Regions from separate parts of the Mus musculus genome. Here region 1 is linked to region 2. A link is a contact called in public HiChIP or PLAC-seq data. All regions are on one chromosome and are shown on one strand. Each heading gives the region's core, a stretch centred on a gene start, on an enhancer-like site or on the middle of the called end of the contact. The rest is flanking DNA. Distances are from core to core; before and after follow the strand shown. Region 1 holds the start of B930092H01Rik (RIKEN cDNA B930092H01 gene). Region 2 holds the start of Uaca (uveal autoantigen with coiled-coil domains and ankyrin repeats).

What was found. HiChIP or PLAC-seq counts read pairs in DNA pulled down with a chosen protein or histone mark.
Region 1: a contact with region 2 is called in a FOXA1 HiChIP or PLAC-seq map of pancreatic cancer cells. The contact joins the promoter of B930092H01Rik here to the promoter of Uaca in region 2. A contact is called at or near these places in 2 of 115 datasets of contacts at active chromatin or transcription factors (extraembryonic endoderm stem cells and pancreatic cancer cells) and 1 of 9 other capture datasets (pancreatic islet).

Annotation. Positions count from the first base shown.
Region 1 is chr9:61,291,490-61,296,568 of GRCm38.p6, forward strand. B930092H01Rik (RIKEN cDNA B930092H01 gene) reads right to left here and starts at 2,320. Exons shown (of 5, transcript NR_045334.1): 1 at 2,279-2,320; 2 at 1,205-1,270.
Region 2 is chr9:60,791,298-60,795,866 of GRCm38.p6, forward strand. Uaca (uveal autoantigen with coiled-coil domains and ankyrin repeats) reads left to right here and starts at 3,145. Exons shown (of 19, transcript NM_028283.3): 1 at 3,145-3,395. The coding sequence starts at 3,312.

The DNA.
Region 1 (5,079 bases), core at 1,070-3,569, 500 kb after region 2:
AATTGTCACCTGGAGAGAGCTTTGCAAAGCCACCTTGGTCTTAGCCCAGGGACACTGATGTTGGCTTTGTGACCTCTAAAAACTGTAGAGAAGGTAGATTTCCGTGCTTTAAAACTACCACGTTCATAGAGCTTGTTATAGCAATCACAAAAGACCCAGGCAGGTCCCTGGAGGCTAGCCCATTTTAATATGGCTCAGAGACACCAAAAGACACACAGTGTTCTAGAGTTTTGGCCAAGGCCACACCCAAGTCTTCAGGCCCCTGTACCACACTGTGTTTCTTCCTTGTCATGCTGAGACCCAGAGAGACCAAGATGGGGATGATCCCAGTTCCCATGGAAACCTACAGCTCCCCTGGAGTGGTCATCACTGCCCCCAGGCTGGATGGTCTCCTGTCAACTGGGTCCCATGCTAGGTTCTATGGGAAAGAGTTGGTGAATAGACAATCAATTGGATTAGGCCAGGGAGTGGCAGGAAGCATCAGGCCATCCCGTGAGTGTGTGTGTGTGTGTGTGTGTGTGTGTGTATGTGTGTGTTTATTAAGGCCAGAGGTTAAGTTTGAATGTCACTCCTTATAAGCCAAGCTGCCTAGCCAGTTGGCCCCATGGTCAGCCTATCTCTGCCTCCCTAACCCTGGGCTTACAAGTGTATTTATTTTCTAGGGGTTCTGGGGATCAAACTCATGCTCTTTTGCACAAGGCCTCATGCTGAAATGTGGTTGTTGCTGTGGAGGTATTAGAAGGTGAGCCTTAAGACAGGGGTGAGTGGTCAAAAAGAGATGAATGTCTTTCTCCCTGGACCGGACTCATTTTCCAGAAAGCCAGCCGTTGCAAGCAAGTCTGCTTCATTGGTTCTGTCCCTTCTACAGGTGTCTGCTCACAACCACCACATGGCTCAGCTGCACGTGGCTGCCCAGTTCTGAGCTTCCAGCTTCCAGGATTATAACTTAAGTAAACGTTTTTCTTTATAAATTCTCCAGTCTCAGATAGTCTGTTACAGCAACATCTAGATAACTGCGACACCCTTGTCTTGCTCTGAAATGAAGTGCAGGCTGCTCCAGAGAGGCAAAAGCAGCCAGGGCAGGAATTCAAAGACACAAGAGTTGCAGGTTGCCCACCTGCTACACATGTGAGCAGGGTGTTTCTGGATGGCATGTGGAACACGTGACTCTTCCACCCTCTGAGCCACCTCACTTGCCTCCTACCTTCTGTTTTGAGAAGCAGTCACTTGTCCAGAGGCCAAAGGCAGCACTGATCTCTTTGTTACAGCCCTGTTAAAAGAGGAGCCAGGTGTGAGTGCGCACACCTTTAATCCCAGCCCTTGGGAGGCAGAGCTGGTGGATTTCTGAGTTGGAAGCTAGCCTGGACTATAGAGTGAATTCCAGGACAGCCAGACTGCATAAAGAGACCCTGTCTCCAAAAAAAAAAAAAAAATGCCATTAAAATATAAGATTTAAATAACTTTAATTATAAAACCACCGTTTTTGCATCTTTTACAGAGAAGATTAAGAGACAGAAACTTCTTTTTTTTTTTTTTTACACATGTCATTTGCTGTCTCTCCCACCAAAGCTGGGGACGTGGTTCAGTTAGTAGAGTTCTCGCCTTTTATCCATGAGTCCTTGGGTTCAATCCCCAGGACTACATAAACCAGTCATGATAGCACATGCCTGTAATTCAGTCTTTGAGGAAGAGGAGGAGGCAGGAGGATTAGAAGTTCAGGCTGATTCCATTCTCAGCTACTCAGAAGTTTGAGGCCAGCCTGGGGGGAGGGGAGCACTTAGCCACACTCCCAGCAGGCAGCTCAGGGTAGTCTGTGGAACAGTCCTGAGCACTGCAGGAAACCCAGGCCTTTCTGACCTCCCTGGCTACAGCCACACCTGCTCCATTGAATGCCCACATGGCCACCTGTTCCCGCTGACATCCCCCCCTCAGCTACGGCTGCTCCACCGGCCCTTTGTCCCAGATTTTCCTTCTACATGAGGCCTTTAATCTTTGCAGGGTTTTTTTTCCTCCCTTAACATCCCTGATTCTCTTGTGAAATGCAAATTAATTAGCGTCTAATTACTCACTCATCCCTGAGTCTGTAGCCTTCTCTGTCAGGTTTCTGTTGAACATCTCTCTCATCAGCCGAGAACACAGCCCATTAGGAACAATGTAGTTTAGGAGAGGCAGGCGGCCCCTCCCCCTGCCTCTCAGGCTTTGTCAGAAACCATTTAAGCAGAAGGTTCCAGAAGCACACCCATTCCGACTAGAGGGGGTGACCCCACCTACCACTCACTTCAGTCACCAGCATCATTTCAGGGAACCGATTGTGGATTGTGCCTGGGGCTGCCCTAGGCCAAAATAGGAAAGCCAGGCTCTCGCCTCAGGGAGGCTGCCCATTGGGGAGCCAAGATCTCAGTGTGTGAAACTGCCTGTGCCCTCCCTGCCAGCTGGGGAGGAAATGTGGAGCATGCCCAGGGACACAGTGTAGTCTTTCGACCCAGACGGCTGAGTTTTAGTTTAGGAGGAGGTGGCGGCCAGCCTTGGCCCACAGTCTTCCTGAAGCCAATCTAAAGACAGAACATGGGGTTAACTCACCAACTCTCTGGAAGACCTACAGTCTGGGTCCCTCAGAAGAGGATGGGCTCAGCATGGGAGACTGAACCCAATAGGGGTTTTGCTGGGTATGGGTGGCTTGATGTGTGAATATGTGTGCATGTGTGTGAGTGAGTACATGTGAATATGTATGTATACATGTCCTCTGTGGAAGCCAGAGGTCATTGCACAGGAACCCCTCTACCTTGTTCTTTGGATCAAGATCTCTCACTAGTCTTGAACTTGCAAACTCTGCTAGGCTGTTCCAAGGATCTTCTCTCCATCTTCCCGGCACTGAGATTAAAGATGTGTAACACCATAGTTGCCTTTACCAGGGTGCTGGGGATCGAACCCAGGTCCTCATACTTTCACAGCCAACACTCCTGCCCTGAACCTCTCTGAGTGAGTACTGTTCTTAACCTCTGGTGACTGTTGCTCTCTTTCTTGGAAGGTGCTTTGAAACTGTATAAGCTGGGCCTGTTGAGAACACCTAGCCCCAAACCTCCACACTTCTGATGAGTATGGAGAGATGGCTAGGATTCAGAGGAAGGGGACCTCCTGGGAAAAAACACCCCTCCCAAATTCTGCCTTGAAGGGACTGCCACCCATACCTGTCCCCTCCTACCATCTCACTGGGACCCATGCAAGGAGTAGCTCATAGAGTTCTGTTGGCCTCAGGTTGTCTGGCTCTCCTCTGCCTTAGAACAACAGGTCAAAGCCTGACCAGGGGTTAGATGTCCTGATTCCCAGTTCATTGCTTTCCTAAGATGCCAAGCAGTTCCCCTGAAGCTGAGGGAAAGCGGCAGACCTGGCTGCTCTTGGCCGATGGAGAGCAACTCTGCCTCCACACTCTCTGCCTCCAGTGGTCTAGCATCCAGGTCATTGGACCAGCATCCATAAACTGATGGAGAGGAATGATTCTGGGGGGGGGGGGGGGGGGAACAGACACATTCCTGGGAGAAAGTCCCCGTCTCTGTAGCTGAGAACTGAGGAAGAACACTTCAGTGGCTGAGGCGGGAGACAAGCCAAGTGGGAAGCAAAGGCTTCAATAGCCAGAGTGGGCCCTGGGAATGATATTCAGCGCTGCAGCAGAGGGTAGGGACTGTGGCCTAGCTGGCCCTCGGCCATGTGCTCCAGGGATTGCTCCTGGACCTCCCTAAGCTGGGAAAAACCCAGCTAGTATTTCTCAAGGTGGCCCTTGAGTCATAGCCCTGCGCTGCCAGGTCAGCCCTGGGAGAAAACACCTTTCCCATACTTGGCCCAGACCCTGGCTTGAGGGGACTGCTACTCACACCTGTCCCCTCCTATCACTTCACTGGGACCTGGGCAGGAAGTAGTTCCTATAGTTCTGTTGGCTTCAGGACATCTAGTTCTCTTCTGCCTCACAGACAGGTCACCAGGTCACCCTGCTTGGCTGAGGCTCCTCTGGTGCTCAAGTCACTTAGCAAGCACCGGCTCTATCCCCTGAGCCCTGTAGTTCCCTCCAGAAGCCCGAATACAACCCCATTTCTCACTTACACCCCACGCACATACACACACCCATCACCCAGAGCATCACTGAAGTTCATCTGAGAAGCACCCCGCCACTGGTCAGGGTACTGACAGATTTCGATGGGCCTGATGGTCAGGACCTTTGCAAGCAACAGAGCCTCGGAAACACGGGTTCAATGTGGGCTACACTGGCTGGCAAGAGGTCACTCTTCAACAGAGTGCTGAAGGGTTGGCAGAGGTATTTCACTTGTGAGCCCTAGGAGGCCTTGCTATGAAGCATGTGGCATCTGAGCTGGTCCTGGAAGATGGGATAAGGTAGAAAATCCAGGCTCAGAACATCTTGAGAGCATGACATAAAGCAAGGCGGTCCAAGACTAGCATACCAGAAAGAAACCATTATTGACTATAATCGTGGGAGCCTGGGATAGGAGTGTTAACTCACTTTCCACTGTTTATTTAGCTTACAATTCTCACTCTTCTTAAAAAAGTCCAGACCTACCTGCCTAAGGATCGTGCCGCCCACAGTGGACTGAGGCCTCCTACGTCAATTAACCACTAAGAAAATGCCCTACTGACATGCCCACAGGCCAATCTGATGGAGGCAAATTCTCAACTGAGGTTCCCTCCTCCCCAGGTGACTCTAGTGTGTGTCAAGTTGACAGGAACTAACCAGCACAGCGGGTGTAAGGACAGCTGCTCAGAGATAAGTGAGAAGACACCCGCCTGTAGCCAGCAGAGGACAGAGGACCTGGGCAACAAGCTAGGAGGGATACATCCAAGGAACGGATTACTGGGGACAGTCCAAAGTCAGCATGAAAGAACACATGTACCTATGGTAGTCTGGGGACTGGAAGGACAACTGAGAACAAAGGCTGAGGTTGGCTCTGCACTCTGGATCCAGGCTTTGCATGACTGGGCATTCTGTTCCCTTAGAGAGGTCCAGTGTGAGGACTCAAGAGAGAGGGATCAAGGTTGCTGACATAGTCATGATGGAGGCTGGGGGGTGGGGAG
Region 2 (4,569 bases), core at 1,895-4,394:
TAAGGGATGAGCTTCAATGATAATCACATCTGAGAGTTGCAGAGGCTCTTCAGAAGGGTGTGTGGGGGAGGGGGAGGGGGAGGGGTAGGCTGCTTCCAGTTGAGCCATCAGGGAAGTTATTATTAGGGAACTGCACTTGGGAAGGAATTCTGCTTTAACTTTTAAATCACCTTTTAATTGAAGCATAGCACAAATGAGCTGGGCGTGGTGGCGCATGCCTGTAATCCCAGAACTCAGGAGACAGAGACTGGAAGACTGGGAGTCCCCTGGCCAGCCTGACCTACATATCAAAATTGGTCTCAAAAACAAATAAACAAGCTAACCAACTAATACTTAAGCATGCACAAGTCCGTGGGTTGTGACAAAGTGCATATATACTGATTATGTGACAGGCACCTGTGTATGGGGGTACAGCCCTTCAGGGTGCTCCTGTGCCCTGTGGATCTTTCCAATCAGGACAGAATCTCACTAGGTGACTGCAGACAGAGAAGAAACACTTAGTCTAAGTCTCTGCGTGGATGTGGACACTGGTAGCCATGAGTGAAGAATGGGTCCCACGTAGTTTGCTTTGCATGCTAGGTGGAGAAAGAGCTTAGTTAGCTTTTATTCACAAGTTTTTAAAGAGTCCCTCTGTATGTTTCCACTTAGTCTTTCTTTTGTTTCTTCCTCTCTATTTACTAATTCCCCTCTTCTCTGTCCCCATTCTTCCTCCTCCTCTTCCTCCCCCTCTTCCTATTCTCCCTCTTTCTCCTCCTCCTCCTCCATCAGTGTCTTGCCATGTATCTGGCTTTGAGCTCACAATTTTTCAGCCTTAGTCATTCTGTGGCAATTTGAATATGTGGTCCCCATTTGGTCAGTTTGGGGAGGTCTTGCTGGAGGTAGCCTGTCATTGGGGACATGCCTGAGGTTTCGAAAGACTGGCCATTTTGAGTTAGCTCTTTGTTTCCCGTTTGTGGTTCAACAGGTGAATTCTCAGTTGCTGTTCAAGACATAAGTGTCTGCCTGCTGCCTCTGTTAGCATCATCATGGACTCTAACCCTCTGGAACCCTAATTCCCCAATAAACTATTTCTTCTATAAGTCACTTTGGCTTGATGTTTTACCAACAAATAAAATGTAACTAATACACCATCCTAAATGCTGGTTTACAAACATACACTGCCACCCTGAGATTCTACCTGAGGAGTTTAGAGCACAGGAGGTTACTGTGTCAGCCTTTTTGGTAATGGTTAGGATTTAAGTTTGCTTTCTGTTGTGAAACAAGTAGGGAAGAAAGGGTTTATTTGGCTTACGTGTAATTGTCCATCTTTGAGGGAGGTCAAGGCAGAAACTGAAGGCAAAAATCTGGAGGCAGGAACTGAAGCAGAGGCCATGGAGGAACTCTGCTTACTGGCTTGCTTCCAGACTTATATTTTCTACCTTATACAGCTCAGGCTTACCTGCCTAGGTATGACACTGCCCATCATAGGCCAGGCCCTCCCTCGTCAACTAGGAATCAAGAAAATGTCCCACGGACATGGTCACATGCTAAGATGACGGGGGCAGTCCTTCAACTGAGGTTGCCTCTTCCCAGGTGTGTCAGGTTGACAACCAAGATGAGCTATCAGTTAGTCACTTGCTGTGATGGGCAAGGTGAGAACTAGAAACTGGGACAACGGCCATCCGTCCAGGAAGTTTCCCTAGGAGTCCAGCATGAGATAATGCTGGCTTTCTCTGTTAGCAGTGAAGACAGAGGGAACCTGCCCCCACAAACAGCTGGATCACAGTCAGCCAAGTCAGACCAGCTGTGGATCTTCCGGGGGGGGGGGGGCGGGGGCGCAAGATTCCTTAAGTTTAACCAAGAGAAACTTTAGCCATTTTCCCATTCTCTCTCTCTCTCTCTCTCTCTCTCTCTCTCTCTCTCTGTCTGTCTGTCTCTCTCTCTCTGTTACTGACTTTCTGCTGAGGATCAATGGTCTCTGAACACTGTATCTTCAGGAGAGTTCTGAAGACTTCCTCACTTTTACAATAAAGACTAGAGCCACTCTAAGGGAAAGCTTTAGAAAGAACTGCCCTTAGAGACAAAAAGAGCCTTTGTGAGGAGTTCAGGCTGTTTGTCTTTCCATGTGTGTGAGAATTAACATTTTGCCGGGGAAAATCTCACTCCAAGGAAGATTTTTGAAGCCTCCTGTTGACATGACATTAGTAGTTGTTGTTTGACAGACAGTGTTCTTATCCCAGCCTTAAATAGTTTTTCTTGGTTCAGACTTCTGAGTCAGATGAGCTAATGCCTTGTGTACTTATGCCTGTTGTGTCTACAAAAAGAACAAAGCACTTTAAAAACATAATATTTTACATTTTTTGAGAATTTCATATACAATATATTTCAGTTATATTTATCTTCAACTTCTTCCAGTCCCTTTTGGTCAATTTCTTTTCTCACTTTTGGCTACAAGTGAAGTTTTATTGACGATACTCTGTTCCATCTTTTCCTCCACAGCAGTGCACTAACACTTAACCACGGAGGCCAGAAGAGAGCATCACCTCTCCTGGGACTGAGGATAAAGACATTTGGGAGCTGCCACGTAGGTCCTGAGACTCGAATCTCCGTCCTCCACAAGAACAGCCAGTGACCATAACTGCTAAGCTATCTCTCCAGCAGCACTGCGGAAACTGACCCCTAGTCTGTTAACTGTCCATCTGAAAAAGCAGCTCCCTTTTCTTACAGGCTTGTTGTTGGCCTCAGAGATCCCCATGTGTGTGGCGGTTAGACTTGTGGTCCTGGAGTCGTGTGTTCTCATGAAGATCCTGGATGGGAAGTTGCCCCTGCAAGCTGGTTTGTAGGTAGGTAAGCCGGGACCCGATAGGAGGAAGATATGTTTAGCCTATAATGGGCTCGCGAATGGGAAGAAGAGGGGAGCCTGGGGAGATAAGAACCGGTCTAGGCTGGATTTCTCTAACCTTAGACCACCCAAGTGTGCAGGAACCACAGGCCAGAAGCCGGCGCTGTGCCTCCGCTCACTGAGTAGCACAACTCTACACGCTGCATAGCTGAAGTTCCCCAACTTTTCCTCCAGAGGGGAGAGGAAGAGTGTTACGAAGTTTAAAAGGGAAGTCCCGCCCCCTTCCCGGTTTCCGATTGGTCAGAACCGACCCCACCCCAGCCAGGAGACGGGCCCGATTGGCTGCCGGAGGGACCCGGTTGAGCGAGGCCCCCGGGGCCCCAGGTGGCAGGTGGGGCGGGCCCCGCGCGCTCCGGGGCGTCAGCAGCTCCGGCTCTTGCCCTCGCAGCCCGCAATCTGGTGGGAACCCGGACCCTTGAGAGCCGTGGCCATGAAGAGCCTCAAGTCCCGACTGTGGAAGCAGGACGCGCCCGGCCCCACGTCACCCTCATCGCCCACCGCGGTGGCCAGCACGGTGAGCAGCTCCTGAGGCGGGGACCTCGGGGACCCTCTCTGTTGCGTCCCTCACGGCAGATCTGAGATTCGCGGAGAAGTCCTACGTCCCCTTCTCACTTTGACCTTTGCGGAGTACCCTATTCCCACTTGTTTCCTCGGGGGGACCCCCTCTCTGTCTTCCCGTGGTGCCATCCTGCTCTTCGCTTGTCCCATCGCGCTCGGCGCCCGCGATACCGGGGCCAGGTGGCTCCTGTCTTCCACCCGGTGCAGCCGGTGCGGACTCCGGACCCACCAGGCTCCGCGGCTTTCAGCCGTGCCTGAGTTGAGAGAGAGAAGTTATGTGTCCTCCGCTGAGGCTGTCACAGGGGAAGTCTGGTTCTCAGCCAGGCTGGGCGAGAATAGGGATCTCTCGAATGCAGACAAAGCCCCGCTTGTGTTTGACCCTGGAGATGGCGAAGTCGGGAAGGTGATTGTCCTGTTGGCAGAGTAAATCCCAGGTGGGGCAGGTGGGTGCGTAACGTGGGTGCCGAGCTGAAGCCTGGCCTCGGTGTGCGGCGGGAGAGAAGCGGAGTTGTGAGGCTTCTCTGTAAGTTGGCAGAGAGAGCAGAAATCTTGGGAAACATCCTGACTGCAGATGTTGGAACTTGGATAATTTGGCAGGTTAGAATGGCCGTCTCATCAAAATTCTGCTATTAAGGAAGTTCTATTTTAAAAGTCTTGCAGAGTCAAACACAGAGGAAATGGAATGTGCAAATTGCCCGATGTTCGTAATTAAAATGGACTTTTATAATTTTATACAGATTTTAGTTAGGGGTTATATGCTTTCTATGAGAATACAAATTCATTTGTGCCTGGTTTTGAATTTATTCAGATCGGTGTCTTTCTGAAGGATTACCTTTAGTAGTAGTTTAGTTGGCCTTCAAGGAAACTGGCGAAACTAGACTTAAAAAAAATAAGTAGAGCCGGGCGTAGTGGCGCACGCCTTTAATCCCAGCACTGGGGAGGCAGAGGCAGGCGGATTTCTGAGTTCGAGTCCAGCCTGGTCTACAGAGTGAGTTCCAGGACAGCCAGGGCTATACAGAGAAACCCTGTCTCGACAAAAACAAAAACAAAAAAGTTGAAAAAATGATTTGGAGTCTGGGTGTGGTGATGCTTGTCTGTAATCCCAGCATTTGGGTGGCAGAGGCAGAAGG